Linked DNA regions of Mus musculus: all the other regions are linked to region 2. The links are chromatin contacts, called in public Hi-C and promoter capture Hi-C maps. All regions are on one chromosome and are shown on one strand. The core of a region is the stretch at or near the end of the contact, and the rest is flanking DNA. Distances in the headings are between cores, read along the strand shown.

What was found. Promoter capture Hi-C pulls out the DNA fragments that hold promoters and counts their contacts. A called contact is a pair of places that touch in the nucleus more often than the background predicts.
Region 1: a contact with region 2 is called in a promoter capture Hi-C map of embryonic stem cells, with 5 times the contacts expected there. The contact joins the enhancer-like site here to the promoter of St8sia1 in region 2. A contact is called at or near these places in 10 of 39 promoter capture datasets (the C10 cell line, the HPC-7 cell line, embryonic stem cells and 5 more), 4 of 115 datasets of contacts at active chromatin or transcription factors (T-cell acute lymphoblastic leukemia, embryonic stem cells and neural tube) and 1 of 9 other capture datasets (pancreatic islet).
Region 3: a contact with region 2 is called in a Hi-C map of bone marrow-derived macrophages, with 3 times the contacts expected there. The contact joins the enhancer-like site here to the promoter of St8sia1 in region 2. A contact is called at or near these places in 12 of 39 promoter capture datasets (3T3-L1-derived adipocytes, the HPC-7 cell line, cranial neural crest and 7 more), 1 of 15 datasets of contacts at CTCF or cohesin (CD8 T cells), 14 of 484 Hi-C or Micro-C datasets (ECoMG-derived neutrophils, the G1E-ER4 cell line, Th1 cells and 9 more), 26 of 115 datasets of contacts at active chromatin or transcription factors (CD8 T cells, the SCID.adh cell line, Th17 cells and 19 more) and 5 of 9 other capture datasets (adipose tissue, embryonic stem cells, liver and 2 more).

The regions. Positions count from the first base shown.
Region 1 is chr6:143,188,712-143,193,047 of GRCm38.p6, reverse strand. All of the region lies in intron 4 of Etnk1 (ethanolamine kinase 1), which reads right to left. Among named protein-coding and RNA genes, the nearest start is that of Etnk1, 24 kb to the right of the region's middle. Within about 2 kb of position 1,722, at least 42 of the 459 cell types and tissues checked have an H3K27ac peak or open chromatin away from gene starts, as enhancers often do. A contact at or near this core is called in embryonic stem cells, hippocampal neurons and pancreatic islet, where this site is marked.
Region 2 is chr6:142,963,104-142,967,165 of GRCm38.p6, reverse strand. St8sia1 (ST8 alpha-N-acetyl-neuraminide alpha-2,8-sialyltransferase 1) reads left to right here and starts at 2,714. Exons shown (of 5, transcript NM_011374.2): 1 at 2,714-3,630. The coding sequence starts at 3,398.
Region 3 is chr6:142,830,546-142,834,968 of GRCm38.p6, reverse strand. All of the region lies in intron 4 of St8sia1 (ST8 alpha-N-acetyl-neuraminide alpha-2,8-sialyltransferase 1), which reads left to right. It overlaps Gm7457 (predicted gene 7457), which reads right to left. Exons shown (of 7, transcript NR_045707.1): 6 at 3,678-3,866; 7 at 1,475-3,085. Among named protein-coding and RNA genes, the nearest start is that of Gm7457, 19 kb to the right of the region's middle. Within about 2 kb of position 3,123, at least 29 of the 459 cell types and tissues checked have an H3K27ac peak or open chromatin away from gene starts, as enhancers often do. A contact at or near this core is called in ECoMG-derived neutrophils, the G1E-ER4 cell line, the HPC-7 cell line and 5 more, where this site is marked.

The DNA.
Region 1 (4,336 bases), core at 473-2,972, 230 kb before region 2:
CCTTTACGTTTAAAAGCTATGTTGAGTTTATAATGAAATCTAAAGATAAGAAAATGAAGCTAACAAAATACAGATGGGGCTGTTACCAGGCTCCGTGCATGTGAACAAGTGAGGCGACAAAGCTCCAGTCAGTGCGTTTAAGAAGCACGGGGCGCCGCCACATGGCAGCAGCAATGGCATACCTAATCTGTAGCAGATGAAGAGAATTTGGCAAACTCACATTGTACAAGACACAAAGCTTTAAAGGAAAGAAATGTTTAAAATCTGCATTAACTATTCTGTTTCAAATCATTACAAAGTGGAACTCAACCTTAAATTTAAGATTCTGCAACAATGTAAAATTAAAGAGGTCTTATGATCTTTAGGGTGCCAGAAAAATCAAATTACAGCACTGGGAAATATTCTCCTAGCAACAGAACATGTTGTTTCTTTTCACCGTGAGTTTAATTTTTTTTAATATTTCCCAGTATTAATAATGTCCATTACTCTTAATAACTAATTCCTTCAGACAAGAATTTCTCCTTGAGGTCTCAAAGGTGAACAGATAATGAAAACACACCCTAGAATCTGATGTGCACACTCACTTCCCAAGGAGGGGCTTCTAGATCATCCAGATTCTCAGGGCATCCTTAACCTTTAAAAAAAATGATCAGCTTAAAGGCTAGCATTGATTTTTATAATCTTTAAATAATTGCACCAGTGACACACAACACAAAGCAAATAATGGATGAATTTGAATTTTCAAAAATATTTTTGATTTTTTTTACTACTGCTTGAAGCCCTCACCACTGTAGGAAAAATCCAGTTAAACTGGTCAAATCTCAATGCAAGAAAACTAGTCTTCCATTTATTAAAGCATGTTAAAGCCAAAAACGAACTAAACAAGGCTATATAATTATAACAAGACACATGTCTTGACCTTATCTTATTACAAATGAAAAGAAAAGTCACCTATTTGAGAGTCGGACCCTTTCCAGCCCAGCTCTTAGACATGGAGAAACAGCGGTGAGGAAAGTTCACAGGAATTCTGTGTAAGAGCTTGGCAAGAGGATGTGAGCGAGGAAATACCCACCTCCAGCCCAGGCCAGCACACATCACTCTCACTGTAAGAGCAGGGACTGGCAACAGCTGTGTGAGGCTGAGCCTGGGGAGGGACACAAGAGCCCTCGTGGTACATGGGAAGTAGTCAAATGCTAGGAGAGAAATGGAGGCTCTACTACACAGAACACAAGCACAGTAGCAGGAGAGGAAGGGCTGCAAGAGCATTTCCACAAAGGGGAAACACGGCATTTAACATTCTCACCCAGGTATGACTGAAATACAGTGGGCCTAGCGCATGCGTCTGAAAAGGCTCATGCAAACAACTCAGGAAAACCAGTGGGTCACACCCAGGCACACACAGAAAGAGGAGAGAGGGATGCTGGGAAGAAAGGGCTCAGCAGGAATGGGGAAAGAACAAGAGAATACTGGAGGAGGAAGGACCGCCGTACACCAGAAACTGTGACACTGTCAGGCAGTAAAAATAAACACTGAAAACAAACATCCAGCAATCTCAGTCAGTGCTCCTTAATAACTAAGGAATGCAGGGGACTGTTTGTTGGGTTTTAAAACAGGGTCTTGCTCTGTAGCCCTGGCTGCCCTGTCACTCACTACATAGACAGCACAGGTCTCTAACTCACAAAATTTCCATGCCTCAGTCTCCTGCGAGCTAGGATTACAGACATGCACCATTGCGTCTGGCTAGAGTCCTGCTGGACGCTGACTGTCTTGGGCTGCTCTACTCTCACACACAGTAGTCTAGAGTAAATCAATTCAGGATTAGTGTATTCTTCTCGAGAGCACGAGGCTCTCTCCAGGATGGTAGAACTGTTCTGTACTTAAGGGCCTTCAGCTTATAGGGGCAGACACCTGTCAAATTCTACAAGTAGCATGCTTAAAACTTGTTTTTAAAGGCAGGTTTCCACTATGTTGCCTAGGTTACCTTGAATTTCTCAGGCAACAGATATCCCACGCTTTCAGTTTCCCAATGGCTGCAATGCTACTCCACATCACCACCCCCAGCTTGCTATGCTAAGCCTGGCACAGTACACTTCAGTGCATGCTGAGCTCTAAACACACTACACTGTAAAGAACTTGGGGATGGAAACCACGCAGGTCTGCAACTCAGTGAAGATAAAGTAAGAAAGGAAGACAGACTGATGAATGAGCAGGTGAGGTGGGATACAGCACAAACTTGTCAATCGTAGAGACTCTAGGTACCAGGTACAGGGTTAGAAAGAGTTAGGTCTATATCTGTATTTGTAGATATTTAAACTCAGTACTCTATAAACATGGCTTTTATTTTAAAGATATGGTGGTACTCCAAGCAGGCAAGCAAAGGTATATATGTGTATGAATATATTGATTTTTATAAGCAAACTGTTTATATGACTATGTACCTATTTCTGCTTGTTTCATCAGTAACGTTTCAAAGACAAGATTCTGTTTGTTTCTGTTATTTCTTTAATAGGGACTGGGGGAGGAGGAGCCTAAAACCTACCCAAGAATGACCCTGAATTTCCTGTCCTTTGTTTCTACCTTCCAAGTACTGGGATTACAGTACTGGCACACCCACTTACTCGACGCTGGCTGAAGATGGAGGAGGATGGCTGAGGATGGCTGAGGCTCTGTATGTACTAGGTCAGCAGTTAGCAACTGAGCTACATCTGGTACCACAAGGACAGCTCCACTGAGGCTGATCTGTGTCGGTCAAGCAGGAAGGGCTAAGAAATCTCTATAAACCTCCTAGCAAGTCAGATTTGTATTAAATGTTAAAATAAACCCATGGGAAAGATCTTCTACATCACTAAAACAATAAGTTCTGTGTTAGTAAGAGCAGAATGGATCTTGTTTAGAGCCAATCAGAGGACAGTAGTACAGACTTTCCTACCTACCGTGTACAAAACTAAAACCATTCCAATAAAAGGCCTTCATTTTCTTCTACTTTTGTTTTGCCTAAATGCCAATCAACTTCTTGTGTTTTACTGAATAGAAAATGGACAATGATTAACATCCCTTAAATTTAAAGTTATAGTAAGACTTATACATGGGCTCTTATGAAGAAATTGGGATGAGGGTAAGAAACAAATTAACTAAAGTCATTGTCAAAGCAAAGAACCTTCTAACAAAAGTAGAGACAAGCTCTCAATCTTGAAAACTTCATCAATGGCTTCTGATATGTCCCCAACTGAAGAATTAGCTAATATCCAAATAGAATACTACGAACTGCAAGTCACTCCGAGTTCCTCACTCTAAGCCTTGTGAGATTAACAAATGACTGACAGACAACTGCATAATGCTGCCTTCCTCTGTAGGAAGAACAGCTGCTTTATTTTTTGTTTTTATTTTTTGTTTTATTTTTACAATTTTAGCTCATTACTGTGCACTGACCCCACTTTGAGGTCAGCTGTCCCTTCATACAGTCAGGAATGGATCAGCAGCAGCTAAGGAACGCCTGCATTCTTATGCTAATTCTTCTGTTGTTGCTTTGGGTTTTTGTTTTGTTTTGGGCTTGTTTGTTTGTTTCTTTCATTTGTTCCTCCTAGTAGCTCTGGCGGTCCTGGAACACACTGCGATCCATGTGCCTCGGCCTCCCAAGCACTAGGATTAAAGGTGTGCATCACCACTCCCCAGATCCTGATAGCATTTTATAAAACGTATACTATTAACAGCATAATAATGGCTGGCAAACCATGTATGTATGTAATGCCAAAGCCAGTTCATCACATTACTTTAAATGTATGCAGTCACTGCACAAATGTGAAGTATCAAAAGTGAGCTTCAAACTTACACTGCTGAGAAAGAACAAAGACAGCTTGATGATATCAGGTCCAGCCCACTCACTTCCTTATTTTTATCTACTTATATCTCACAAGATAAGCAGAAAATAGGGAGTTCAAGAGGATGACTTTAAGATAACAGATCAAATGTGTACGTAAATAAAATGCAAATTTTAATCCATTATTCTAAGTACAAGTACCTTCAAAAAGCTCAGCTTTCACATGCTACAGTAAAGGAAGGGCCAGCTAAAACAGGTGTAGCCAATTTGCCTTTGCTGCTGCTGTGGTTGAGAGCCTCGCCTTTAAAGGCAGAGCCAGCTCTCCAGCCCCCTTTTGTGGTTTCCTCAGCCCCCACTTGAGATGGGGTCTCAGTAGCTCTAGCTGTCCTGGAACTAAGTAGACTACATCTGCCTGCCTCTGCCTCCTATGTGCTGGGATACAAGATGTACCTACACACACCTGGCTCCCATACTGCCTGTTCTCAAATCACCTCTGGAGTGTCAAAGCAATGCTCCTAG
Region 2 (4,062 bases), core at 1,465-3,964:
AAACACTAAGACACAGGAGTTAACACTTCACTTTACATGGTGCCGAGTTAGCAATGGTCCAAGTAATTTTGAGGCTGGACATTTTATAGCACCAAGAAGCAGTCCTTTCTTGAGTTTGCATGTGGACAGGTTTGCATTGGCAGTTGAGCCGACATGAAGAATGAAAGCTACCTTCCCTGCTTTCTCCCAGTCATGTAGACAAGGCCCATGGAGTTCTCACGTAGAACAGTCTTAGGTCCCAGTGGCTGAGGAAGAGTTCTGTACGAAAGTGCTTACAACAGAAAAGCTCATCTGAGAGTCTAAACATTGACCACAATCAGAAATTTCCAGAAGTATCTGGGGTGGGTCAAAGGGAATGAGAACAGGAACTACAGACCCCTGAGCAATACACTACAAAGACAGCATCATCATCATTTTATTATTGTTATTTATTATTATTATTGTTGTTATTAATTGCCATTGCTATTATTGTATGTGTGTGTAATGAGTATGAGTGAGCCTGTCATGGCATAGATGTGAGGGTCAGAGGACACATTTCAGCACTCAACTCTCTCTTTCTATGACGTGTTCTGGGGACAGAACTCCAGTCTCCAAGCTTGGGTGGCAAGTGCTTTGACCCATTGAAATGTCTTGCTGGCACGGAAGCTAGTGTTTTAGGTGGTCTGGGACTACCATGTTATCCAGGGAGAATTTAATGGCCACTTATCCTTGAATGAGTCAGTAGATTTGTATGTAGGAAGGGAGGAAAAACATATTTAAGACTGTGGCTACTATATGCTGACAGACATGACACCATGAAGACCTGGAAAGGTGAGGAAAATAACATTGTAGCCATTGTTAATGCTCCTGAGAACCAGAGGGTAACATCAGATAAAGGTTGCCCAGGGGTTGGGAAAGAAGGGGCCAGAGTGTTTACATTGTAGCGCAGTACTACAGTGTGTTACATTGTAATGCAGTACTAAATGGGAAAGGTTTTCATGGGTCCTCATGATCCCTGTATGATCTTTTGCTTGTAGGTTTATTTCGTTTACTGTAAATTCAGCTATATGGAGACCTGGAGGAAGAGAAATTGGGATCATTTGTGCTTTGTTTAAGTTATAGGGAGGAAAAGTGATTGATGATGTGTCTACAGCCCTCAAAGATGGCAAATGTCCCCATCTTGCCTTCCTAGAACAGAGGAAGTTTGGGGTGAGAGGGATCTTCATTTTATTTTAACATTTATTATATTTTAAAATTATGTGCCTGTAATGGTGTGGAGGTTTGTATATGTATGTGCAGGTGCCTTCAGAAGACCTCCCCTCCCCCTCCCCAGTCAGATATGTAATTGTGAGCTGCCTGCCCGCAGTGAGTGCTAGGAACTGAATACAGGTCCTCTAAAAGAGCAGCAAGCTTCTAACAGCGGCAAGAGCAGTCTTTTTTTTTTTTTTTTTTTTTTGGTTTTTCGAGACAGGGTTTCTCTGTGTAGCCCTGGCTGTCCTGGAACTCACTTTGTAGACCAGGCTGGCCTCGAACTCAGAGATCCGCCTGCCTCTGCCTCCCAAGTGCTGGGATTAAAGGCGTGCGCCACCACGCCCGGCGGTAAGAGCAGTCTTTATTTGCTTCTATCAGCGGCAAGGGCAGTCTTTATTTTAACTAACGGTATTTGGTTCCACTGGGGAGCATTGAGCAGTCTTCCTAAGAAAAGCATTGCAATGCTGGTAGAGGTTGGTTGGCACCAAAGTCTCAAGTTTCACCTCTCCCTACTGAAGGTGCTAAAAAAGACTGCAGGGCACAAACTAGTCACTGTGGGCCGTCTGGAGTGCTGCTCTTGGCTGAACAAATGGAACTGTGGCCTGAGATTTCAGTCCTGTGACGACTAAGCTAGCTGGTTTTGGAGGCTGCAGACTTTCTTCTTTGTCCTTGCACAGGATGCTTAAGCAAATAGAAGAGACTGCCGCTAGGAGGTACCCGAGCCTTTTCCGACTTCTGCTAGGGCGAGCAGAAATGGCTTACTGTGAGTCTCTCCTCTAGGCGGGTCCAGGCGGGTTGCACGTTTCCAAGGTCGTGGTTGTGATAAGCTTGCCTTTGCAGCCTTTTAAGAATAAACAGCTTTTTAGTCTACAGAGGCGTTATCTCCTCCAAGGTCTGCGGGAGAACACCAGCCACAAGCATATGAGGATGCCCCTCTGTTCTCGGAAGGGTGGAGGCAAGGTGGTGGATCCCAGTGTGCATGCATCTCCCCTTGTGCCCAGTAGCAGCAGTGTGTGTGTGTGTGTGTGTGTGTGTGTGTGTGTGTGTATGTGTGTGTGTGTGTTCGCGCGCGCGGACGTGTATGTGCGTGCCTGAGCGTGTGAGCTCGCGCCCGCGCGTGCACGCAAGTGCGTGCATGGAATCGTAGCTCAGCACGGGCTGATCTGATTAAGGGAGCCGAGGAAGGAATAAATATTCGCCAGCCTCCTCACTGCTCAGTTATAACCAATCAATTGCAGAAAGGAGAGGGAGACAGCAGCCTGGGCACAAGGTGTGCGGGTCCCCAATCTGTGCATACTCCGGGATAGACATATGCGCGTGTGCATGCACGCACCAGAGGGGCTGCTGCTCTTATTGTCTGCCTCCCTCTGCAGAGAACAAGGGCAGCGGCGAGGGGCCTGCACCCTGGGCTAGCGTCGCGGCCCCAAGCAGGTCACGGGAGGCAATTTCGCGGGTGGGGGAGGGCGGGGGAGACCTTGATTTCCACCAATCCCGGGGCGCGTGTCTGCGGAGTCCAGGGCGCAGCAGAAGGCTGCGGCGCACCGCTGAATGAACTGATGAGAGAGAGTTCTAGGTTTGCCCGTGAGGGGCGCGGAGTGAGGGTCCTGGCGGGCGCGGCCGAGGCGCCGGGGGTGGGGTAGCGGTCCCGGGCCATCGTGGAAATTTCCAAGGACTTGGTGTGGCGCGGAGAGCGCATCTGGGGGGTGCCGGGCACCGCGGCGGCGCAGGAGGCGGGGAAAGGGCGGTGCAGGGCGCAGGAGCATCTCTTTCTGGAAGGGACACAACCCATCAGACGTCCGGGAGCCAGCCGCGCCTCTTCCAGGACCCCAGCCGAGGGCGACGGTGATGCTGCAGTAAGGGCGGGAGCCACCGGCCCCACTGCTCTTAGACTCCTTCATCGCCCGCTGCCTGCAGGGAAAGAGACTAAGGCTTGTGATTTGCCCGGAGGCCACTTCCTTTAGCAAGACATCCCAGTAAAAGTTGCATTGGCGAAGATCCTTGTAGCTGACCTCTGGGGCCGTGGCGTGGGGGTTCCCCAGCCGTGCGTTTGCGAGCTGGAAAGCCAAAGGTGTGTGTGCATGGGGGGCCGGCCACTGGAGCATCCTTCACTGCCACTTTGTCCAGCGTTGTGCTGAGGGTACACTGACCCTGGGACATCGAGGCTGCGATGAGCCCCTGCGGGCGGGCCCTACATACGTCCAGAGGGGCCATGGCCATGCTAGCTCGGAAATTCCCGCGTACCCGGCTACCCGTAGGAGCCAGTGCCCTCTGTGTGGTGGTCCTCTGTTGGCTCTACATCTTCCCTGTCTACCGGCTGCCCAACGAGAAGGAGATTGTGCAAGGGGTGCTGGCACAGCGGACGGCTTGGAGGACGAACCAGACGTCAGCCAGTCTCTTCAGGTACCTACTGCTGGCCGTTGCTCCCCTCCAGCATCCCTTCCTGCTAGTGTGCAGAAGACAGGGTCGCTTGTGAGGCTTCTCTGTCCTGTGCCCTCTGTGCCGTGCCCAACCTAGAGACTTAAGTCAGGGTCTCTGTCCCATCCCTCATCCCAAGAGACGTTTCAAGGTACCTTTGCAAAATCAAGGATTTTTTTGGTCTGTCCCTAGTCTGTGTTGTATTTGCAATTGACCCATCTCTGTGGGAAGGGAGACCCAGAACAACTTAGAGACTGTTACTTTCAGAGAATTTATTTTTTAGCCTCCGTAGATGTTTGGTGCTAAAGAGAAGTAAGCTAGAAGTAGGTTAAGAAGCGTTCCGGGGCAGTTTGTAACACAAATCAACCATGCAGGAGTGATGGGCAAACCTCCAGTCACGAAACCATGAAAACTAGC
Region 3 (4,423 bases), core at 1,874-4,373, 130 kb after region 2:
GATCTTTGAAAAAAACATCGTTTGTCTTATTTCTGGAGATTGAATGAAAGGAGAGAGAAATAGAGCCTTTCTGTTTGTAGATCTTGCTCAATTTGTAATCCTGACAATGTGTAATAACCAGTAACCTGTTAACCAAATAGTTTAATCTTCTCATTAATTGAGACTTGGAGTATGTTCTGTGCCAGTGCTTTAGACCGTAAGTCCCACCGGTGCCCAGACACTTGTTAGCTCTGTTGTAAATATTTTCAGAGCTATTTCCCTTCTATGGCAGTTGTCTTATGTTTCATAGGACAGCGTTCTGCTCCTTGGCATCAGCAATTTTGTTAGTATCTTCCGAGAGTCTTAAGCCCACAGGTTTTTTTTTTTTTTGATTTTCTATTATCTATATTTCCAGTAGCTGTCTTGCTCTACTAGAAATTATGTTGAAGTTTTCTTGTGGGGCATGAATTTGTTTCTTAAGGTTCTTAAGTATCTCAGTGTCTTCATTAAATAAAAACTCAGTTTTCCTTGTTTTAAAGTTTTGCTTTGCTTTTGAAACAAGGTCTCGATATGTAGCCCAGGATAGCCTGGAGTTCTCTGGGTAGCCCCAGGTGGCCTCAAACTCAACCAACCTTCCTTCCTCAGCCTTGAATATTCAGATTACAGGCATGAGCATTTTTTTGGTTTTTAATCTTAATGTAATTTTAGTATATGGGCTGCTGAACTGAGAACTCCATTTAATTTTAGTATGTGATACACAGCTCTTCTGAGCTATTGTATAAAATGTAGAGGGTTAAATAGATGGATTCTCTCATCTCCGGGCTATATACAGCCTTAACAGATATATTGACTCTTTTTTAGAAATTCAATGACTTTTACTAATTTTAGTTTAGTTCCTATTACTACTGTTCTTTGTTTATGCATTTGTCTATTATGCATACACATGTAGGTAGGCACTGGTGCACCACAGCCGTCTCTCCTTCCACTGGGTGGCTCCCAGGATTGTAGCCTCATCCTGCCTATACCCACTGAGCAATCCTACCTGCTGTGCGTTGTGTTTTTCCGTTCTGTAGCTCAGGCTGGCCTGGAATTTACTATGTAGCTTAGGTTAGTATCCAAATCATGATATTGCTCCCACTTCAGACCACTCAGTGCTGTGTGGGCTTCAGCCACTGCAGTAGCCAAAGAAGACCATTAAAAGGTTCAGTGAGGATGAGGGGGTTCATTGTAAATGTTTGGTTTGGGTCTTCACGTGTCTATGGGGTATCACTGGGGTGGCAAATGGACAAGTGACTCTAATTGTGTGAAGTGAGTTGTGGTGCACACAGAACCTGGAGCCTAGCCCAGGGTCAGAAGGCAGAGCTAGTGCCACTCCTCTGTGGTCCTAACAGGACTTTATAACAAGTTAGCAAAATTCAAAACCAACACTGTTAAACTATTGATCAACAAATGGTAACTGCATCAGCTAGGCAGTGAACAATCACAGAGCTGAGTTGAGGACAGTTTTAAAATTACATTTTATTTACCTACTTTGTGTTTCTGCTGGAGGCAATAAGGAAGGAAAACAACTGTCCCAGGATACTGATGGCAGATGAGAGACAGCGTGTAGCTCACAGGGTGGGTGTATCAAGAAGAATTTTTGAAATCAAATTCTAGCCTATCGTAATAATCATTTCAATGGTGTGTTTGCCTGCGCCAAGGTTACGTTGCATACTTGGAATAAACACATTTTTGAACTGCCAGAAACTGGTTAATTAAAGCTGGGGAAGGGAGGCTAGTTCCCATGTCTAGAAGCCAGAGGGGGCGATTCCCTAGAGGAGGGGAAATCCTCCTTTGAGTATGAGCATTTGGGAAGAGCTACAAAGCTGGTTGTAAAGGACAAAGGGGAGGAGGGTGTAGTTAGGGATGCAGAAGAGGCACTGAAGGACAGGCAGAGATCGCTCACACGGATGCTACATTGTATGTATCTTTTCTCATCGCTGTGAGAAACACCTGGCAGCTTAGGGAAGGCTTAGGGAAGCATTTGTTCATCCCGGAGGGACAGGCATGGCGGCGGGATAGGCATGGCGGCAGGTGGCTGATTGCACCACGTGTGCAGTTAGGAAACAGAGGTGCATGCTGGGACTCAGCTGGCTTTCCCTCCTTTCTCTAGTCATTGGACGAGTGAGGCTCACCTTTACAGCGAGTCTTCCCTCCTTACAGGACCCTTTCTAGAAATACCTTCGTGGGTGCACACAGGAGTGTATGTTTCCATGGGGAATATAGTAAACCCATTCGAATTGGCAACAGTAACTAACCATTGCATCTTCTAAGTGAGTGTATCTCACAGACCCAGATGGATATAAATGTCCAGCAGTGGACTGACCAGAATTCCAGGCCGTGGGGTATCAATGAAGTCTGTAGGTTATTCTAGACAAAGCACAGGGTAGTTCAGTTAGGTTGTTTGTCTGCTGCTTCTACATTGCCTGGAAGGCATTTTGGAAATTAGGAAAAGCGAAGGATGTGGGTGGGCAAGAGTGGAAATGATTGAGTAGCTGGGCAGAGCCCAGGTCCAACTTGAGTATTCATCAGAGAGATGTTGGCACCAGTCTAGAAAATGGTTGACTAATGTTTCTGAGCTTCCTAGGGCAATGGTTCTCAGCCTGTGGTCTCAACCCCTTTTGGGGGTTGCATATCAGATATCTACATTACAATTCATAACAGTAATAAAATTGCAGTTATGAAGTCCCAACAAAATAATTTTATAGTTGGGGTCGCCATCGTGTGAGGAACTGTATTAAAGGGTGGCATCATTAGGAAAGTTGAGAACCACTGCTCTAGGTGAGTAACTTCTGGAGACACAGTCATCACCTTTCCCGTGGTTGGTGTCCTGGGGAAGTGGCTCACGTGGCTTCCGGGTCAAGGGCATGCAGACAGTCTGGGAGGCCATCCTTCTGGGCTTGAGAGGCATCCTTCTTTACTCTCAACAGATGAAGAGCCATGATTGCCCCAGTGCTTTGAATCTGGGTAGTCACAGCGACTGTCACACATTTACAACAGAGGCCTGCTTTGTCTCTGCAGGGACATAAGTCTGGCTCCATTCTGCTCATGGCTGTTGCTGCTCTCCCTGTGGAGAATGTGAACCAGGACAACTGACCTCAAGAAGTCTTACTGTACTAGTTCACTGCCTGCCTCTGCCCACTTCCCTCCTACCCCTCTCTCCCTCCCCCTCCTCCTTCCCCTTTCTCTCTCCCTTCCCCTCTCTTCTTCTCTCTCTCCTTCCCCCTCTCTCCCCTCTCCTCCTTCTCCTCCTCTCCCACTCTCTCCCTACCCTCTCTCCCTTTCTTTCCTTCTTCTTCCTCCCTTTCCTTCCCTCCCTTCTTTCCCTTCCCCTGCTATCCATCACTCCCTCCCTCCCCCTACTCTTTTCCCTTTCACCGATTCATTTTTGTTTACCCTGCATCCTCAGCCTCTTATCTGCTCTCCCAGCTGTCAGCCTCTTTACTTCCTAAACTTACTTCCTCAACCCTCTTTCGCAGCCTGACACTGATATGCGGCATGAAGGGCTCTCACCACAGGGTGGCGGTGAGGGCAGAATGTTAGAGATAAGGGAGATATTTTACAGCACGCCTTATCTTCAGCCACTGTCTAAACCAACCTAACCTTCCCGTCCCAGGACCCGCAAGTCTACCTAGTTTTCATGGCATTGATGCACTTACCCATGATCTTGTAGCTTTATGTTCCTCTGTTTCCCCAGCAAGAGCTCGTGAAGTGTTTTCCACCCCACAGCTTTCTCTGACCCCACTCTCTTCCAAGGCTTAACCGATTGATTGGTTTTCGTTGTTGTTATTGTTTGCTTGCTTGTTTGGTTGGTTTTTTCCTCCTGCATGCTATGATACTTTGCAGATCTATCAAGTATGAAATTTGAGACACGTTATGCTGTGTTTGTAACACTTCTGTTTCCTTAACGGGACTTGGATTTCTTGAGTTAAAACATGAGGCATTAGCCTGAGGAGACGGCTTGGCAGGAGAAGCAGAGCAAGTATGAGGACCAGAGGTCAAATTTCTGGAGCGCACATAAAGATGGGCACAGTAGCCGGCATCCGTGACCTCAGCGGTCCCATGGTGGGATGAGGGACAGAGACAATAGCATCCCCGGAAGCTTTGGGGGCAGCTAGCTTGGCTTATACAGCCACAAACAAAACCCAGAAACCAACACGGGAGGTCATGACTGACACCTAAGGCTGCCCTCTGACCCCTACAATGTGCAATATGTCCAAACTCACATATGCAAGCAAGATTAGTGAAAGATAGGTAAAGTCGCAATCAAGCCGTAATGGTATTTCTCTCCTGGCACTTAGGCGGTAGTCCATACATTTCAGTTGCTTCTGTTTGAATCAGAGATTTTTTTTCCACAGGCAGTCATGGATGATCAGAGGGAAGGAGAATTCTCCAGAAAGGCATA